Regions from separate parts of the Mus musculus genome. Here region 1 is linked to region 2. Evidence: chromatin contacts called from public Micro-C data. All regions are on one chromosome and are shown on one strand. Each heading gives the region's core, a stretch centred on a gene start, on an enhancer-like site or on the middle of the called end of the contact. The rest is flanking DNA. Distances are from core to core; before and after follow the strand shown.

Region 1 (6,695 bases), core at 2,045-4,544, 1.6 Mb before region 2:
AGAGTAAAAGTCTGAAGGCTGGATTCAGGTAAGTTAAGGTCGAATTCTGTTTAGCATTTAAGAGGACATGTTACTCTTGGAGAGGACCAGGTTTGGTCCCAGGAACTCGGCATCCTTCTCTGACCTCCACAGGCACCTAGCATACACTCGGTTCACAAACATACACACAAATAAAACACTCATACATACAAATAAAATAAAGTAAATCTAAAAGGTTTTGTTTGTTTGTTTTTTGTTTTTTTAAATTTAAAAAGGATAGGTACTAAGATGGCCTAGCAGTCAAAAGCAGTTGCTGGTGTCTGTCTGCCTGAGTTTGATTTCCCAGGACCGGCACCCGTGAGAGAGAAAAACTGACTCCCGAAAGATGTCCTCAGACTTCCGCCTGATCATGTGCTTGTGATCACACATGAACATGTACGCTGGTACACACGCATGCACAAAAGGACACGCATGCTGAAAAAGTCAGAGTAGAAGACTATGGGACAGCCCTTACCTATCATTCACCAAGCCCTGGGTGAAACCCCCTGTACCAGAAACTAAACAGAAAACAAAGCATGAGCCTATAACCCCAGCTCTTGGGGGTGTGGGGGCAGGAAGATCAGGAGTTCAAGGTCATCTTTGGCTGCACAGCAAGTCAAAAGATGTGAGAGGCCTTGACTCAAGAATAAAACAAACACAAAACTCAAACACCTCATCTCGATGAATCTATATCTGGTCAACTTTAAAAACCACTGCAGGCTGACCTGACTGACTACCAACACTCAGACGCTGCTGACAATACAAAAGGCTAGGACCCCAACAGAAAACAGAAACAGAACAAAAAAGAGGTCGGGTCACCTGCAGGCCTGGGGCTCCCTCCCAAGTCTGCAGTACCCGGAGGATTCTGTTCCTTAGTGTGCTGGGTCAGGATGTAAAAGGTTAGAGAAAAAGCCAACAAATTAAGGAGCAGGAAGACTTGTTTATAGACAAAAGCAAGCAAAACAGTCAGGGAGGTGAGTAACCGAGGAACTAATCTTGGGTTATGAAAAACATTCTTCAGCTACCAGACGATGGCTTGTTTATCATTGTCTGGGGGAGTTCTTTCCCAGGATAGCGTTGAAGGGGCGAATAAAAAAAAAAATTCTTCAAGGGATGAGGGACCAAATCTATAAGATCTTAAGTTCAGGGCCAGCCTGGACTACATGCGACCCCTCCTAAGAGCAAAGCAGAGCCAATCACATTATCAGGAGCAGTCCTTTCTCTTGGCAAAGCGTGTGGGTGGCTGTAACACAGCTTAGAAACCAGCATGGAGCAAATGAACTTGACATTTCCACAGGCCAGACATTTATTCCTGGGACTGGGTGAACATAGTGAGCTCCTCCCTCCTCACGGCAGGATGGGGAAACTGGATACTACAGAGCCAGAGGCTCACGCAGGTAATTTGATAGATGCTAATGATACACGTAATTATAAAAAAAAGAGTACCAAAACAGAAAACACAGGCCTTGGGACCAAACTGAGTCTATAAACCAAAAATCCTAGCCAGGCTTAGAGACATGCCTAGAATTTAAGTACTCCAGAGGCTAAGGTAGAAGTTCGAGGCCAGTCTGAGCAGAGCTCAATGAGTTCAAGGCCACCTTGGGGCACTGGGCAATTCTCTATCTCAAAAATAAATAAATAAATAAATAAATAAATAAAATAAAATCCAGTGGGAGTGTTTTTATCTAGAACACGGCAGGCCCCAGGGTTTCATCCATATAATTTATTCATAGTTATCTTTTAGTTATCATTATATCAAGCAATGTTGAACTTTAAAAGTTTGATGACTCTTTATAGTCTGAAGTATAATACAAAATATCAATATAAGTGTTGTTAAAAGTTTTAAAAATTATTTTACCAATGCTGTTGCACACTGACTCCATATTAAGCAAGAAAAGTAGAATTGGCATCTTAGAGTGCAGTTCTCTACCCCATGTGTCAACACTGCTCCTCAGGCAACCCCATTTCTTTCTTGTTTGATGTGCCACCAAGCGAAACCCAAATTCCACGAAGTATGTAAAAAGCAATTGTGTTAAAATTTTGTCTCCATATCTGAAACTCACAACTCTAATTTTCTTAGCTGACCCTAAAAACCACCGTGGTATTTTGTCATCTTTTTACTTTTCTTTAGAAAGTCATGTGAATTTGAAAGTGCTACTATTAGGCCATTCTCAATATGCAAAGAAAATGCCATTAAAAAAAAAAAAACACAGTAACTTTCTTCACATAGGATGATACTCAGTCCAAAATTAGCTAGTAAAATAAAGCAAAGGGTCGCGTTTAGCACCGACAAGAAAAGCATTCTCTTCCTAGGTTTTTGGGTGCTGTACGTTTGGCGGTTTGAGTTCTGTCCCCCCGGTGCTGTTTAGGACCAGGCTCACAGTACAGCGGTTGCAGGCTGCGCCAAGAGCCTCCAGGAAGCGCATTACAGACAAGAAAAGGGAAACAGATGGTGTGAGCTGGGCGATCGCGGACCCGCAAACTCCCGCAGATCGATCACCGAGGTCCGGCCGAGGTGGGCCGCTGGGCCCGAGCTGGCAGAGCCGGTACCGGTGTGGACCGGGCCCCAGGGTCCCCGCCGCTCCTCTCTCACCCGTACCAAAGCAAAAGCAAGCCCTGCCCACCAGCACCGCCGTTCTTTTGTCTTGCGCGGCGCTGGCCACGTAGCCCCGGAGGTTAACGGCCAGGAGGCCTCGGGAGCCGCCCGGTCCCCGGCTGGAGAGCAGAGGCCCCGGGGGTGCCCAGGCCTCGCCGCAGCCTCCCTCCCCGCGCCTCGCAGCCCCCCGCACCCCAATCGGACTCACCGCCTCCACGGCATGCTGCAGGATGGACGTAAGCTTGGAGAACATCCTGTCCCGGGACTGCAGCAGCTTCTCCCGGGACGACCTGGAGAGCTCCTCGATGCGCCGCCGCCGCCCCTGCTGCGGCTGCCCGGGCCGCTCCAGAGTGAAGGCCGGTGCGGGCGGGCCCGGGCGGGGAGCGGAGGGCGGAGGCCGGGCGGGAGGCGCGGCGGCTCTGATCGGAGGACGCGGGGCCGCGGCGGGCGGCTCCGAGGTCGTTCGGCTGCAATCGGGGCACCGCGGAGCTCAGCGGCGGCGACGCGGACACGGTGGCAGGAGCTCGGGCTCTTCCGGCTGCCGTGCCCGCCGCGGCCTGCAGGGGACGCTGATGCGGCCCGGGGAAGCCCAGGTCTCCGCTGCCGGCGTCGCTGGACGCGGGGCGGGGCGCGCAGAGGCCAGGGCGGGGAGGGCGGGGCCAGCAGGGAGGGCGGGGCCGACTTGAGGGCGGGGCCGATGGGGAGAGCAGGGCGGGCGGGGTCGGCGGGGCGCTGAAAGGCTGAGGCCAGGAGGGAGGGCGGGCCTGGCGTGGCGCACCCGGCGGTGCTGGCACTCGTCTCTCGGTGACCAGAGAGCAGTGTGAGGATTTGGCAGCGACGTGTTGACGCTGCGCTTGCGTACCATACGTAGGGCAAGACTGGAAGGCCGCTGGGAAAATACCAGCATCCCGAACGCAAAAAACGGACAGCGGGTCCACGTGCTAGGGATTCGACCGCATCCAATGCAGGTGGGAAGATCCCGCTAGACTAAAATAGCTTATCCTTATCAAAACCCGGAAATGCCAAATGGACACGTGGGATGAGGGTTCGGTTAAATAACGCAGGATGGTGGCCTACAAGGTTTCAGTGTGTTTCTGGAAAAGGAAATAATATTCAGGATGCCTAACACCGATGAGTGAAGCCTCAAGTTAATGAGCCCTGGGCTGGAGGCTTCCTAAAACACTATGCAAATGTGTATTAAACAAGGCGTAGAGGAAACACTGACCATTTTAAGATGGTTGATGCAACTTCTGAAAATCTGAAGAACTTTGTTTCAAGCTGGTATTAGCATTTCACGAAAAGGATCGGGGAGTTCTGCATTAGGGTGAAGTAGATTTCTCATTAACATGGATGAAAAATACCTATTGATAGTATAATTCGTTGAGCAGAGGGCAGAAGAGGGCGCCGCAACTCTGAGCAGGGTTGAGAAGCCTGTTTGGATCCAGCTCTGCCATTCTGGGCCGTGAGGTTACCAATGTAGCAGTGAAGAAAGCCGGGGATCACAGGCTCTCCTCCTTGTTATAACATTAGTAACAACACAAGAGGAGAGGAAACCAAGAGAGAAGGTAAGGGGAGACTCGAGTCTTTCTCATGCTTTGGTTGTTTGCTTCTGCTATGCTCAAAAGCAGGTAAGCATAGCCTTGCTTTCTGTAAACTAAAACGCTGGCAACATCCTCTGTTATTTGTTGGACATTGAGCTGTGTTCCTTGCCACGTTCAAGGTCCTTGTTCCTGCTCCATCCTAGAGCACACAATGTTTGTTGTTATTATTCATACTACTTATGAGGTTTGGTCAGTTTATCAACCATAATAATTTTCCTGGCTAATTACATGGCAGTTTGTATTTTCACAATGTCCTGCAGCCACAACTTGTGTAGGGAGTGATGTTTAGGCGGGCTACAAGTTGTGTGTGATGGATATTTAACTTTGCATACTTATTATAAGCACAATAAAATATATGTTTGGCTATGGGTTAATATCAATACTCAATGATTTATCTGCCTGGTCCCTAATTTCTAAGACGCACAAGTTAGCTAGAACTGTAACTGAGCCAGTAGGTAGATTTCCTACTCCCGTTCCGAATGCTGGGAGAGGCACTAATGTAAAGCCAGTAGGTAGATTTCCTACTCCCGTTCCGAATGCTGGAGGAGGCACTAATGTATAGCCAGTAGATAGATTTCCTACTCCCGTTCCGAATGCTGGAGGAGGCACTAATGTATAGCCTGCCTAGTGCTTGGATGCAGTTGTTGATGCAGTTGGACTCACCTCAACCACTGCTTTGAGGAAACCCAAGAGGAGGCTCCCTTTACCCTTGAAAACACCCTAGGTGCCTGAAGTACCTCAATTGGAACCTCCTGTATTTATTCTATTAAGCCCATAATAAATTTAGTTCTTTATAAAAACGGGACTGGAGTATTGTTTTGTGGCTAAGAACGTTTGCCGCTCTTCCAAGGTACCAAGTTCAGTTCCCGGCACCTGTGCCCGGTGGCTCACAACCTCCTGCAACTCCAGTTGGTTCCAGAGGGACCAACACCCTCGTCTGACTTTTGTGGGCATGTGCACACGTGTGAACTTGGAAGAAGCGTACACACATCCAAACACAGGGAGACTGGAGAACTGACACCCAAGTGGGCAGGAGCCAAGAAAAACGGGAACGGCTAGATGATACATATTTTCAGCGTTTGACGGTTTCTGGTGCAGTAGAAGGATGTGGGGGGAAAAAAATGTAGCACCGTTCCCCTCACAAGGCCTGATGAACTGAGAGTAAACGAATTCTGCCTCTATAAACCCCAAGAACACATTGGTCAGGAGAAGAGATGGCAGCAGAGCTAGAAGGGCAGCTGAGGGGTTAATGTGATGCACCAGTGAAGAAAGGCAGGGATGAAAAAAAGGTATCAATTCCAAGAACTTGTCCCGAGTTAGAGACCGAAAGCGTGGTTTGAAACGTTCCTTGTGGACTGCTGTTTGAGCACTTGGTTCCACCTGGTGGCGCTGTTCGGGGACGTTGTAGAACCTTTAGGAGCTGGAGGCTTGCTGGAGAAGAGCATGCTGGGAGCCTGGCTTGGAGGGCTATTGTTTGGCCCCACTTCCGGTTCCCCTTGGATCACTCAGCTTCCTGACTGCTAGGCTGGCCCCAGCCCCTGCTGCTATGCCTTCCCGCCTCGGTGGACTGTGTAGTCTCTGGAATCATAAGCAAAAGTAAACAAACCCCTTTTCCCCAAGTTAAGTTGCTTCCAGCTGTGGTTTTGTCGCGTTGACTGAAGGCAACCAGAAGAACGGGTACCTGAGCAAATGGCACAGCCAGGTTCCAGGGCAGGTGAAGTCTGTTCGGGATCTGGGGGGTCCTCCCTGCTCGGGGGGGGGGGGGGCTCACTGCGCTTCTGCAGACCTGGCATAAGATCTACTTAACTCAGGAGAGGCTAGAAATACCATATTAGGAGCATGGAGAGAAAAGAATGAAGTCCAAAGAGACTGTGAGACAGACACAGCCCTCACCCTCCTTGTCTCCTAGAGCAGGCATATCAGCCTGACCCTGCCAGATGGAAGTAGGAGAGGATAGGTTTCCTGTGGAGAATCTGAAAAGACCTGAAGAGATCCTGACAGGGAACCAATTGCAGAGCTCCTGAGCTCTTGCGACACATGCACAGGGTGCTCCCTCAGCCTCTGATCCTAAATGGATCAGATACCACGGGGCCATCAGAAATGTGAGGAATGGTTTCATCAGAAGAGATGAAGTTGTTTTTCGAACGGATGGAGACTGAGACCCAAGGAAAAGCACTGTCACTGCTGTTCTCCAAGGATAAAAGATGATACTTCATCAATAGCGAGAGTGAGCTGCTATTTCTAAAACAGCATCAGAGAGCAAAGAAGCAAGAGTAAGACACAAAGTTGAAAATTAGTATAAGATGGAAACATTTTCCACTCTGTTTGCTAAAGACCAGAGAAAAGCCAGGTGTGGTGGTATACATCTATGATCCCGAAGCTCTCGAGTCAGGAGTTCAAAGCCAGCTGGGGCTGCATCCAGCATTCCAGACCAGTCTGGGCTACCCAAGGCCCCATCTGTCCTAGATAGGCTTTCTGTT
Region 2 (7,084 bases), core at 278-2,777:
CAGTCCACAAAAGGCAGAGAAAAAGTTTGGAGAGTTCGGGCCGCGAGGGGGGGAGGGGAGGGGGGAGGGGCGGGGCGGGGGAGGGGCAGGGCATGCGGGGCCGGCAGGCGGGCAGGGCGGGGAGCGCGGTGGCACTTACGGTTCGGGCGGTGGGCGAGAGCGATCCGTTGGGGAGGTAGGGGCTCGTCAGGTCGGGGATCATGATGAAGGGGTAGCCGGGATACGGTGGCCCCTTAAAGAGCCCTCCATCTTGCCTCTTGGCCGCTAACATGGCGGGGCGGCGGAGGGGACGGCGGCGGCCGCGCGGCGCGGGAGAGAGCGGGAGAAACTTTTTAGCAAGTGTCCCCCCGAGGGCCCGCGCGCGTCCCCGGGGCCCGGCCGGCGCGGGAACTCGGGTAGGGTGGGTGGGGAGTGGGGCGAGGGCACCCGCCAGGCCGACCCCGGGGAGGGGGAACGCAACCGCGCGGTTTTGGGGGCGCGCGGGGCGCACTCACCTTCTTCCAAACTTTCCCGGGATTTATCTCGGAAACTTTCGGAGCGAGGCGGAGGCCGTCTTTCCGCCTTCCCGGAGGGGCGAGGTGGGGAGGGCGAGGGGCGATAGCCGCGCCGAGGGGGTGCGGGAAGGGAGGGTCGGCGGAGAAAGGGGTGCAGAAAAACACGGTTACAAGTTTTCGCAGCCAGCAGCCCGGGCCACCGTCCGCGCCGCCCGCAAGCCCGACCCGCCTCGCCTCGCTCGCCTTCCAGCCCCGCTCTCCCGGCCCTGGAACCGGCTGGAGCCACCCGCCAGCCCGAGGGGCTCTTCCTACCTCGGAATCGGAGGAGCTGTTTTGATTCGTCTCTGATTCATTGACCAGCGAGGACTTGACATCGGCTAAATCCCTTTCCGCCGAGGAGTTTTCCGAGTTCTTCTCCTCCTGCTCGCCTTCGTCTTTGAAGGAGATCAGCTCGTCGTTAGCGCCTAGGTCATCTCCTCCACCGCCGTTCAGCTGCGGCATTTTTCACCCACCAGCAGCAGCAATTTTGGAAGAAAAATGAAGGAGGAAAAAAAGCAAAAAAAAAAAAAAAAAAAAAAAAAAAGTTTTGCGAGTCCCCCCCAAAAAAATACTGCAAGAAAAAGACGAGTCCAAGGTTAACTTTTTTTTTTCCTGCTTTGGGGTCTTTCTCTCCTGGGGAGGGGAAAAGAGGGAGGAGGGGAGGGGAAGGGGGGAGATCTTCTGCACGCGTGAGTTTGGGTTTCTTTTTTTCTCTCGTTCCCAAGGATCCGATCAATGTGCAAAAAAAAAAAATAATAATAAATAAAAAAGGGGGTAAAAAAAACAACAACAACAACAAGAAGAAGTCAGATATAAGAGCAAAGGGGGGGGAAGCCGAAGACACCGAAGGATCTCGTGCCGCTCGGATTTGAGTGAGTTGAAGTTAGACTGAGCTTTTCAGTTCAAAGGCGGCGCTGATTGACAGATAGAAAAAGGGGGATCGAAATCCGGAGGAACGGAGTAGTCTGGGAGCGGAGATTATTGACAGGGCGAGAGGAACACACTCGCCTTAATGAGATGCCAGGGGGCGGGGCCTCCCCGGTGACGTGTGCATAAATAAACAGCCGGGGTGGGCGGGGCGGGGGCGGCCAACAATGATCCTTTGGGCGCCGGGAGAGGGAGCGGGGCGGGCCGGGGCCGCGGGAGGCGCGCGGGGTGCGGCCTGTGCTCAGCGTGCGAGCCGGGCGCCCGGACGGTGCGGGCCTCGCTCCTGGAGGGGGCGGGTTCCGAAAGACAATGCGGACCGGGAGAGGAGGGGAAGGGGGTGGCAACCCAGTCCGGAATCTGAGCCGGGGAAGGCGGAAGGAAAGCCCACTTGGGGGGCGGGGATGGGGAGAGGCCCAGAAAAAGTGTTAGCCAAGAAGTCCTGAAGATGGGGTCCAGGAGGGGAGGACTATGGGACACAAGGACGGGGTGCTCAGTGGTTAAGTCCCCGATGAAGTCGGCCGCACTGGGGCGGGAAAAGACACGACTGGTCCAAAAGAAGGCTTACCTCTCTTGCTCTGAGAGAACCAGGGGAAGCAGAGAGGCTGGGCCATCTACAGGGAGGGTAAGGCTCCCCTCCCTTGGCTTGTTTAATGACAGTGAATCATGTCATTCAATGTAAAGTCCCACTAGGTTAAATATGCCAAGAAGGCGTTTTATCCAAGAAAACAAATTGTCTGGGGTATTAAAAATATCCTTAAGGAAAATGTAAAGGTTTTTTTTTTATTTTTTTAACTGACGTTGGAAGTAGGAAGTGATGTAGGATCCAAGTCCTTTGGAGGTGAAATGTTTGGGCGTTAACAGCTGCAGGGAAAAATAAAAGTGAAAGTTCACCAAGCCCTGGGGATGAGTAGAGCTGGAGTTTTTCTCCAAAGGGGACTGAGATGAAATGCCCTAAGGCTCTAGATGCTGAGGGCCCTGACAGGAGAAAGTCACCAAAGCTGGCCCAGAAGCCCTTGGGAAGAGGTGGGCAGCCTGGGAGTTGAGATGGGTGTTTGTTGGTTATTAGGCTCCAGTGAGGGCAAACCGATTTGCTATGAGGTGGTGGAGAAAATTATGTTAAAGGAGAAAGGTGGATCCCCAAACCGTGTTTCTGTCTGGTAGACTCAGAAGAGCCTTTCCCTTGCAGATAACCAATGAGAAGTGGACTGGGACGTCCAACGGGCAAGAGGAAGCAAAGAAAAAAGAAATCAGAAAGAATGAGTCAGTGGGGACTGGCAACTGCCATTAGGTGTGATGTTATCCTGAGGTCCACCACGTATTAAATTAACCCACCCTCCCCTTTAATAAGCTCATCTGTTGTAGATTTCCAAAAGTAACCAATTTACTGTGTAATATTTAGAGAATTTGGGGTTTCAACAAAACTGTTCTACAGGCTAAGGCCTCAGAAAGAAGACAACGGAAAACAACGATCCTGAGATTCACAAGGCTAACGAATTCCCCTGCACTGGGAAAAAAAAAAATCCCAAGCACATTTGCACACTAAAGGGAAAGATGCAGACAAAATAAGGATGGGGTGGGCGAGGCGGGTGAGAATCACAGTCCCACCTCCCAACTTTCATATTCATCAGAAAACCAGAAGTGGAGGGAGAGAGAAAGAGCCTGGAAAAAAAAAAAAAAGCAAAACAAATGTGTACATTTCATCGGACGGCTTGCATGGGACACAAAGCAGAGGGCTAATTAGTCTCAGCAGGTAGGACTAACCTTCAGACTTCATAAATAAATAAGACAGCGCAGTATCTAAGAGGGAGAGCAGAGACAGAAAGGGGAATATTTCAAGACACCAAGTAAAAACACGAAGCATGAAATGCAGCCCAGTCTTGAATCAGTGCACAAACGACTGAGCTGTCCCCTTCCTGGGCCTCCCCTGGATGCCTTTAGATTACTACACATCTAGCCCGACATCTAGCTGTTTAGCTAGGTATGTAATCAAGCTGGCAGCTTTACACACTTGCTAATTGCCACCTGAATACATCTTGTACCCAAGCTGGTCTCTGCACAATATAGACTATGCCAAGGCCTGTTTCAGGGGCTTGTTGACATAAATGAGAGCCCTTTCATAGTAACTGTTTTATAACCAATTCTTTGTCCTGCAGGATGGGTTTGGATTCTGTTTGTATTTTACTTTAACCCTGATCTTCATCAAGTTGAATAATAGGGTCTTCTGTGTTCCTTAGGGGTCTGGTTGTGCAATAAAAACTTATGAATATACTAAGTCAAAACTGTTAAAGCATCGCTCTTATGAGCATACTGCGTTTTATCACGTGCAAACAGGATGCTAAGGGCTCTTGTTAGTGACCAATGCCATCATCTAGTTTGACATAGCCTTATTTTCTCATTCAAAGGGAACCTTTGAATCTTCCCTTAAATCTCCCAACTTAATTAAGCAACTAAAAGTTATTCCTTGACAGCCTATAGGCCACATTTAATTTCATTGTTTGGTGCTATAAAAAAGGCCTGGGGAGAGAAAGCAGAAAGTTCTCACTGACTTCTTAGTCCCTGTTGTGGCCTGTGGTGGTATCCAGATGGGTAGGGAAAGAGGAGAGAGCAAGGAATGCCACTGCAGGAAGCAAGATAAATGTGATGTGATGTGATGTGATGTGATGTGATGTGATGTGATGTGATGTGATGTGATGTGATGTGATGTGATGTGATGTGATGTGATGTGATATGATATGATATGATATATGCACAACAAAAAGCCAGATTGGCCGGGCGTGGTGGCACACGCCTTTAATCCCAGCACTCGGGAGGCAGAGGCAGGCGGATTTCTGAGTTCAAGGCCAGCCTGGTCTACAAAGTGAGTCCAGGACAGCCAGGACTGCACAGAGAAACCCTGTCTCAAAAAAAAAAAAAAAAAAAAAAAAGCCAGATTGGCCCACCATGTAGACCTGCAGTTTATAGATTTGGCAAGACCTCTTTAAATACCAGCCGACTCATGTCCAAGTGTTCAAGTTCCTTCTCTTTATGCCCTGATGACTCTTAATTTAAATGACTGAATTCTGACCAAATAACAAAGATACTAAAGATGCAAGAGAGACGGCCAGACTGGTCCTGATGTTGGCTTGGACCTTGCAAGGTATTTGGACATCCTTGTCTTTGCATGTGGGAATGGGCAAAATGGATGGAAAGGCTGCTCTCTCATCTCTTGGAGCCCCTTCCTGGGCCGTTCCAGGCTGTCCTGCAGCCTCACTCTCTCCTCTCTACCCCTGCTCCTGGCTTCTTGGCATTGCCTATGGACTCTCTTCCATTGACTTTCTTATAGTGGGTTTGTGTTAATGATGGCAATCTATACATTGGCTAAGCTAGCCAGCCATGACTCGAGTCTGTGATCTTAGCCCTCAGGAAGCAGAAGCCTGTTGTACAGAGTGAATGATGGAACAGCCAGGTTTGCAAAGGAAGAACGTCTACACAAATAAGTACATAGGTTGCCTGGCAGTGGGGTGTGGTTCCTAACTAACTGTGAGTGTGGAAAGATGGCTGCTGGTATGTCAATCACCCTCTAGGCACTGGGAAGTGGTGGGGGTGTGGTCACTAAAATACAGGAACTGTAATAGTAGGTTGACTATAAGCCAAGTAACCTATGGCCTCTGTCCTGAACCACCTGGGGGGAGGGAGGGATATGTGGATATTTTCTGGGTGTGCTTTTTAATATTCAGAATAGCCCATAGGTCTATAGTTTTCTCCAACACTGGAGTCATTCCCAAAGATTCACAGCACCCCAACAAAGAAGATAAGCCATGCTAAGAGGCCGACTTTGCCTTTGGGAATACAAAAATATTCCCAGGCTTACATCTTCTGGAAGCAGGGACCCCATGATGGCGGCAACACTCAGCTCTTCCAATCCTAGGCAAGAGTCTATTCAAGTACACTTGATGGGTAGTTGGGTGGATGAGACATTCACAAGACATGCGCACGGACATTTGTGTGTAGGCATGTGAGTTTGTATGTGTGCACGTGCACTTTTGTATATGCATTTGTGTGCATGTGCCTGTATGCACACGCGCGCGCGCACGCATATATGTGTTTGCTTTTGTTTCTGTTCTTGTGTGATCTGTCGACCACTGAGTTAGACTTATCTTAGCAGGGAGTATGCTGACTGAGGGAAGGGGAAAAAGCATCTGAAAACACAAGAAAGCTATAAAACGGGGGAATGTTTAAAAGCCAAAGTCCTAATTCCACTGAGAGATTTTTCTGTTTGTTTTCTGTCCTGTGTGTGATGAGCATTCGTTTGGATGTTCAGGGGAAAAGAAAGCCCCTCCCTTAGCCAACACAAGAATAGACACCTGGGCTTGGGTGTAGCTCAGTTGGTTGAATGCTTGCCTAGCACACAGGGAGACCTAGGTTTGACCCTTGTCACTGCATCAATCAGAAGTAGAGGTTCATGCCTGTAATCCCAATGTTCAGGAGTATGGGGGGCGGTGAAAGACCCAAAGTTCCAAGGTCGTGTTGTGCTAAACAGTGAGTTGAGATCAGTCTGAGATACATGAAACCTTACCTATAAGAGAGAGAGAGAGACAGACAGGCAGACAGATAGAAGGTAGGTGGGTGGATGGGTAGTTGGGTGGATAGATGATAGAATAGATTAGCCAAGCCTGACAGCCTGAGTTCAAACTCCAGAACCTACAGGTTACATGGAGAAACCAACTCCTATGAGCTGGCCTCTGACTTCCACACATGCATCATGTCACAAGAGTACCAGCACACACACACCCACACACACAAATGTTTAAAGAAACTTCAAAGACACCCAGGGGTTTTCAGCCCTGACAGGAGGAATTGCAAGCAGGACAGCAGACAGGTGAACTCTCTGCTCCAGGTCTTCATGGTTCCACTTGGAGCTGCAGAAAGTCCTGTGCCCTGGCTTGTCTTCTACCCCTCTCTAGAGCACTTGACCTCATCACCATGCTTCAGCTAAAAACCCTTTAAGTTAATAAAGGGGTGACAGTGTCCATGATCTAGGGGTTGGTGGGGACGCATACACTTGTTAGGGGTTGTATCACCCACATTCATAAGCCGATCATGATGGCTATAGACACCTGTGAGGAGAGAAGCTTCCAAAAGATGCCAGTGCTCTGAGAAGAGACGCCTTTTATCGACAAGAAGTCTTTTAACCCTAACAGTAATAGAGTAAGGCCAATAAATGAAACATTTACTGCATAACTTGCTTTATTTTGGGGTGGCGTATGATTCCTTTCTTGCCGTCGCTACAAGACGCCTGTGCACTAATTTGCTCCCTAGAAATCTCGCTTGCTACAGTTACACGGCAGTGACGTTTTATCGCCTGAAGTCAAGTCTGCCTAAGAACTTTCTTAAGAGATACTTACCCTAATGGCAGGCTACAGGAGCCAGGCTGCTTTTGTACAGAGTTATTTGTGCTTCCTTGACATACGGGGCAGAGCTCTCCTCGCAGCCATTGCCATAGGGTAGGTCTAAATGTTTCTGAGCAGGGAGAAAAAGGAAGGGGAAAGTGGAAAAAAAAGTTCCATGGAAGTTGATCTTGCAAAATAACTGCTTGAGTGTTTAACATACGAAAATAACAATGCTTTGTTTTCGTTTTCTTTGTG

What was found. Hi-C and Micro-C count contacts between places; a contact is called where the count stands out from the background.
Region 1: a contact with region 2 is called in a Micro-C map of embryonic stem cells, with 2.5 times the contacts expected there. The contact joins the promoter of B230217O12Rik here to the promoter of Tcf7l2 in region 2. A contact is called at or near these places in 1 of 39 promoter capture datasets (liver), 4 of 484 Hi-C or Micro-C datasets (B cells, CD4 T cells, embryonic fibroblasts and 1 more), 2 of 115 datasets of contacts at active chromatin or transcription factors (pancreatic cancer cells and regulatory T cell precursor) and 1 of 9 other capture datasets (adipose tissue).

The regions. Positions count from the first base shown.
Region 1 is chr19:57,357,498-57,364,192 of GRCm38.p6, reverse strand. It overlaps B230217O12Rik (RIKEN cDNA B230217O12 gene), which reads left to right and starts at 3,294. Exons shown (of 3, transcript NR_040316.1): 1 at 3,294-4,179. Fam160b1 (family with sequence similarity 160, member B1) reads right to left here and starts at 3,184. Exons shown (of 17, transcript NM_145505.4): 1 at 2,823-3,184. The coding sequence starts at 2,867.
Region 2 is chr19:55,736,253-55,743,336 of GRCm38.p6, reverse strand. Tcf7l2 (transcription factor 7 like 2, T cell specific, HMG box) reads right to left here and starts at 1,527. Exons shown (of 15, transcript NM_001331146.1): 1 at 807-1,527; 2 at 495-561; 3 at 140-264. The coding sequence starts at 995. It overlaps Gm31734 (predicted gene, 31734), which reads left to right and starts at 134. Exons shown (of 3, transcript NR_168128.1): 1 at 134-175; 2 at 745-1,128; 3 at 2,647-3,732.